Linked DNA regions of Mus musculus: region 1 is linked to region 2. A link is a contact called in public Hi-C data. All regions are on one chromosome and are shown on one strand. Each heading gives the region's core, a stretch centred on a gene start, on an enhancer-like site or on the middle of the called end of the contact. The rest is flanking DNA. Distances are from core to core; before and after follow the strand shown.

What was found. Hi-C and Micro-C count contacts between places; a contact is called where the count stands out from the background.
Region 1: a contact with region 2 is called in a Hi-C map of B cells, with 2.0 times the contacts expected there. The contact joins two enhancer-like sites. A contact is called at or near these places in 1 of 39 promoter capture datasets (liver), 1 of 15 datasets of contacts at CTCF or cohesin (large pre-B cells), 3 of 484 Hi-C or Micro-C datasets (B cells, bone marrow-derived macrophages and germinal center B cells) and 2 of 115 datasets of contacts at active chromatin or transcription factors (both in embryonic stem cells).

What each region holds. Positions count from the first base shown.
Region 1 is chr12:77,532,996-77,535,695 of GRCm38.p6, forward strand. No RefSeq gene overlaps it. Among named protein-coding and RNA genes, the nearest start is that of Gm35240, 19 kb to the right of the region's middle. Within about 2 kb of position 1,351, at least 43 of the 459 cell types and tissues checked have an H3K27ac peak or open chromatin away from gene starts, as enhancers often do. A contact at or near this core is called in B cells, where this site is marked.
Region 2 is chr12:77,038,180-77,040,879 of GRCm38.p6, forward strand. It overlaps Gm35189 (a long non-coding RNA gene), which reads right to left. Exons shown (of 5, transcript XR_872836.1): 5 at 415-1,847. Among named protein-coding and RNA genes, the nearest start is that of Gm35189, 16 kb to the right of the region's middle. Within about 2 kb of position 1,317, at least 124 of the 459 cell types and tissues checked have an H3K27ac peak or open chromatin away from gene starts, as enhancers often do. A contact at or near this core is called in B cells, where this site is marked.

The DNA of each region.
Region 1 (2,700 bases), core at 101-2,600, 490 kb after region 2:
TTTGCTCTCTCGTGGGAATGTATGGGAGAAGCGCCATCACCTTGGGGCAGAAAGACAGTAACAGAATTACATTCTGGCAGAGATGCTTCCTGGTGGTTCTGACAGCTTGCGTACTGCACAGTTTAAGGTAGTCTACAAAAACAAACTCATCACTCACCCACCAAATTGTATTTGTTAAGAATGCCTGTACTTAACGTGGCTGAGGAGATGATGGATATACAGTCAGAGAATGTAAAACAGGCATCCAGAGGGGGGAAGAGCATGCGTTTTGCCATAGGACTTGAGAACCTTGGAGAAACTGCCTGGTGGAGTTGGTATTTGATATGGGCGTTGAAGGAGAGAATTTAGTTGGCAGAAATTAGGGCAGTAGGCAGAGAGAACATTGTATATCAAGGTAGGGGTGTGTGGCAAAATGGAGGGTCTGGTGCTGCATTTGGCTCTCTGGGACATAGCCAAGCTTCAGCTACTAAAAGGGGGCTTTCCACTTTGGGGGTTTTGGTGTTGACTCTGAGCGTCTTTAGAAGGGAAGTTGGCTCAGACCTGGGTGTCCACTTTAACAAATGCCCTGCCTGGGTAAGCGTGATCCTTGGACAGGTGTTTCAGAAGCAGGATGATGAGGCTGTGTAGGACAGCACAGCCAAGCAGTGGGCACATTGGGCATAACTTTGGACCTGCAGCCAAGTGGTTTGGTTTTTAAAGTGGGAGATGGCTGAAAAGTGATATAATCCTGAGCCAGGCCATGCAGGATCAGGCTGGCCCCCAGGGATAAGCTTTGTGGCTAACAAGCTGAAGGCACGGAGACTAATTACTAGTTAATTGTCACACAAGGGTACAGTGCTAGTGGGTGAGCCTGAGTATGTCACCAGGGCAAAGTTAGCAGGACCTGGTCCGTCAGTGAGCAGGGAGGAGAGCTTGGCAGGTGAACACCCAGGCAGTGCCCTCTCAGGAGCCTACCTAAAGCTGGGCCAGCCAGGCACAGGGCTCTCAAAGGTTAAGTTTCTTCTTCACAGGGGGAAGGTGAGAGAAATGTGGTTGCCTGAAGCCTGACTTCTTAGGGTACCATGCCTTCCATGAATCTTTTCTCCATGGAAGTCATTTTCTAAGTGTCTTGGAAACGCAAAACAGCGTTCCACACATCTGGAGGGCTGTTTAGTTGACAGAGTAAGCAAGGAAGTTGGATGGAGAAATACTGACATCAGGACCAAGACAAAAGACAGACCTGCTCAGGAAGTGCCTTGTTTTGGCTCAGAAACGGAAATTTCAGCCAAACCACAAGGTCAACAATGCCAACTGTAACAGCTCCAGGGTACTGGGCTCCCTTTCTGCAGTGAGCCCACATGTCACAGCTTCACCCACATCCATGATGGTTCATGCCTGGATGCCTTCAGAGTACCACTTAACAGATGCAGACATGGAAACATAGATGTAGTCATTGGCTCATTCTCACCTTTCCTGGATGGCAGGGCTGACCTTCTGTTTAAAGATAATGGGTGACTTGGTCTGCAGTGGGGCAGAATTTGAGAAGGATATGAGTACCAGGTAGCGAGAAGAGGGTCTACTCTGTCACCTCCAGTCATTCAAAACTAGGTATATAAAGTCTACAGTCTCTCTTGGCCTTCCTGTCTAAGAAGGTGGTTTGGGAGGTCAAATAGGGTGCAGAGACAGTGTTGGCAATACAAAGTGTCTGTCTTAGGGTTTCCATTGCTGTGAAGAGGCACCATGACCAAGGCGACTTGTATAAAGGACAACATTTAATTGGGGCTGGCTTACTGTTCAGAGGTTTAGTCCACTATAGTCATGGTGGGAAGCCTGGCAGCATGCAGACAGACTTGGTGCTGGAGAAGGAGCTGAGAGTTCTACATCTTGATCTTCAGGCAGCAGAAGGAGATTAAGCTCCACACTGGGCATAGCTTAAGCATATCAGACCTCAAAGCCTGCCCCCCACAGTGACACATTTCTTCTAACAAGGCCACACCTCCTAATAGTGCCTTTCCCTAAGGGCCAAGCATTCAAACATGTGAGTCTATGGTGCCAACCACAGTGTCCCAAACCACCACAGTGTCCTTCCACAGAGAGCACCCATAATGCTGTCATTTGTTCATTTAAAAAAGCAGTCTCAACAGAAAGGACTTTGCCTGCCTGTCATGTTTGGCACACATAAGGTTGCATGTTTGTTTGTACATGTGACGCTGACACCAGTGCTTGTAGTGTGAGTGTTATTGTCACTTACCCAGCATCTAGTGGGCTCATTGCATGAGCCAGGCACTATTCTAGAAGCTACTTTCGTGAGAATAATTAAAAGGCAGAGGGAGGATGATCACACAAATTCTGAGAGCCAGCTTCCTGCCTGGGGGCATCACAAAGTTGTTGGTGATAGGTCCTCGTCTGGAGAGGAAGCAGATGTGTTTAACACATGACTGTCAGTGCTTGCTTCTACCTGCAGTGAAATAACAGCAGTGACCAACAATACAAGATCCTCTCCCACAAACTCAAGACCCAGACATGGCTGGGTCAATAGACTGTCAGTTTGAAAACAAGGAAAGGACAGGAATGTCATGACACTCAGCAGGGTGTATGGATTTACTAAAGACAAACCATACAAGATGGAAACAAAGGTGCTGGCTTTGACCGGGGGCCACAAACGTATACTTGGAAGGATACTGTGGGTCAATGGGAAGTGAGTCTTACTTTAGCTTCTTT
Region 2 (2,700 bases), core at 67-2,566:
GGCATGTCTGTTTTAGTGATTTGGTTTTGATCTGCCCATGTGTCCACATGTTCCTAATTTGGTTTGACGAGTGTGTGCAAGTGAGTTTTCCGTCTGTGCCATGGTCTGCGCTGGGCAGGTGGTGATTGTTCACTTGTGTAAATGAGATGTTGAATCCTTCTGTCTCAGCACTCGCATGTGGAATGTAGCACACTGGAATCACTCGGGCAAGGAGCTACAGTTTTATGCGATATGGAGTACGTTAGATCAGAGAAGGACTAATCTCTGCAGTCTCTTTGGATAGGTGTCCCCAACAAGTTCAACTCTGAAATGGGAGTTTAATAAACAACAACAACAACAACAACAACAACAACAAGATCCATTACTGTTACATACCATTTTAATTACTGTAATAAAATACCAGAGGCAGGCTACTTTATAATGAAAAGAGGTTAAATTTGATTTGTGAGTCGGAGAGGGCAAGGCCAAAGTGTTATATCTGGTAATTATATATTTCTTTTCTTTTCTTTTTTTTTTAGAAACAGGTTCTTAAGTAGCCTAGGCTAGCCTTGAAATTGCTTTGAATCCCTGACCCTCCTGCTTCTACCCTCAGGTGGAGAGATGTCTGAAATTACAGGCATTCGTCACTATATCTGGCCATGGTGATGACCTTGCTGACAGTTGTGAGGCGTCACATAACATTGCATGGGAAGAGACAGAAAGTGCACGTGTGTGTGTGTGTGTGTGTGTGTGTGTAGCTGAGGCTGGCCTGGAACTCCTTGTGCAGACCAGGCAAAAGCCTTCAGCAACGTTCCTGCCTCTGCTGGGCTTACAGGCATGTGCCACCACACCTTGCTTCTCCTCCTTTTATTCTTATTTTTAATTAAAAATTTTTTTATTTGATTTATTTCTGTGTGGGCATGCATATGCTGAGGTGTTTGTATGGCGGCCAGAAGACAATTTGCTGGAGTTGTTTTTCTGCTTCTACCATATTGGTCCCTGGATGAAACTCAAGTTGTCAGGCTTGGCCGCAAGCCTTTACCTGCTGAACCATCTCACGGGCCCATCTTCTATCTACAAAGCCGCCAGGATTCACTTATTCACCCTTCCAAAGCCCTTCCTGTAAATTCCACAGTTGGATTAAATGTCTACCCTCCTAATATGTCACAGTGCTTCACTTCAGGATGAGTTCAGGGATAAACCATAGTGAAATCCCAGCACTCCTTAGGCGCATCAACCTCGCATATGTGAGGTGGGGGTGGTTACCAAGCAGCAGCCCTTGCCCTGCAACCAGCATGCTCCCCAGCGGGACAAAGCAGCGCAGCTTCATGGCTGTGGCGCCCCTAGAGCTAGGAAGAGGAAGTGCATCCAGCGTGGGGGTAGAGCGGGCCTATTAGCCTTCCTACTGCAGTGCATTGTGGGTCTTCTTTGAGAGGATTCTTTCCAACCTTCACCCTGAAAAGAAGGAGGTGAAGGCTACCAAACATTCCAGCTGGGTTTGGCCAGCTGCTGTTATGATATGAAAGAATCTACGTCAATGAATCGAGGGAATAAAGTAGCAGAGGGCAGGGCTGCTTGCCAGACTGCCGAATGGGTTTTCACGAAGGGATCTGCACCGCGGTTTCTGTTTGCACTGCTGCTCTCTTGGCATCCTGTGCAGCTTGGCGTCAGCAGGAGGAGTTCTCAAAGGTTTGGCCTGCAAGTGCACCTCTTCTGCGCTGCTGGCTTGGGTGGCGCCTGGAGGAAGTTTGCCTGGGCCCCGATACTCTCCTGGCTCTTCCTTGCAGAGAGAGATATTTCAAGGCCTGTGTAGCTTTTTCTTCCTTCACCTCCACACACTGCTCAGGCAAGAAGCTGGGTGGGAGAAACTGAGACAGAGAAAGAAAGTGTGAAGCGTTGGGCCACTCATGTGGAACCAGGAAGGTGACTGACTCACTAGAGGATGTGGGGTGGCAGTGTGTGCACTGCCTGTGAACTCCCAGCGCCAGCTGGGCCTCACCCCAGTTTGGAGACTGGTTCCAATTTCACTCATTTTCACTTAATTTTAGTGCCGTCTTCTCTGGTGGTTAAACCCATTGCCCAGAGAATGGTTGGTTCAGACTTCTTTTGACTGGAGGATGAAGACGATGGATCTAGGGGTGTGGCTCATTGACACAGTATTGGCCTAGCCTGTGGGAGATCCAGGGTTTGCATCCCAGAACCACACAACACAACGCATCACGCCTGCCCACTCTAAAGGCTGAACTATTGTGCTCTTCCCTTCTAAACGAAAAGAAGAGTGAATTTAGTAGTCAGAATGCCTGCTTTAGAACATTGTGACCTGGGGGACATGACACTGGACATGGAGGCTGGTGCCCTGTGTCCCATATTGTTATTGACATTTATAACCTTAATTCTCATACTCTAAAATGCACCATTAATTCAATGAAACATGGCCACAGCATGTCTTCACTGACACACCCATGTGGGATCATTAAACTGAACACCTACAGTGTATCTTAAACCCCAAATTATAGTTCTTTTAAAAAGAGAACAGAATTGGACCGGAGAAATGGCTCAGTGCTTAGAACTTGCTGCTCTTCTAGAGGTCCTGGGGTTCAGTGCCCAGCACCCGTGTTGGACAACTTACAACTGCATGTAACTCTAGTTCCAGAGGGTCGTGGACCCTCTCTCTGGACTCTAAGGGGCACTTACAGGCACGTGTGCACATTCCCACACACA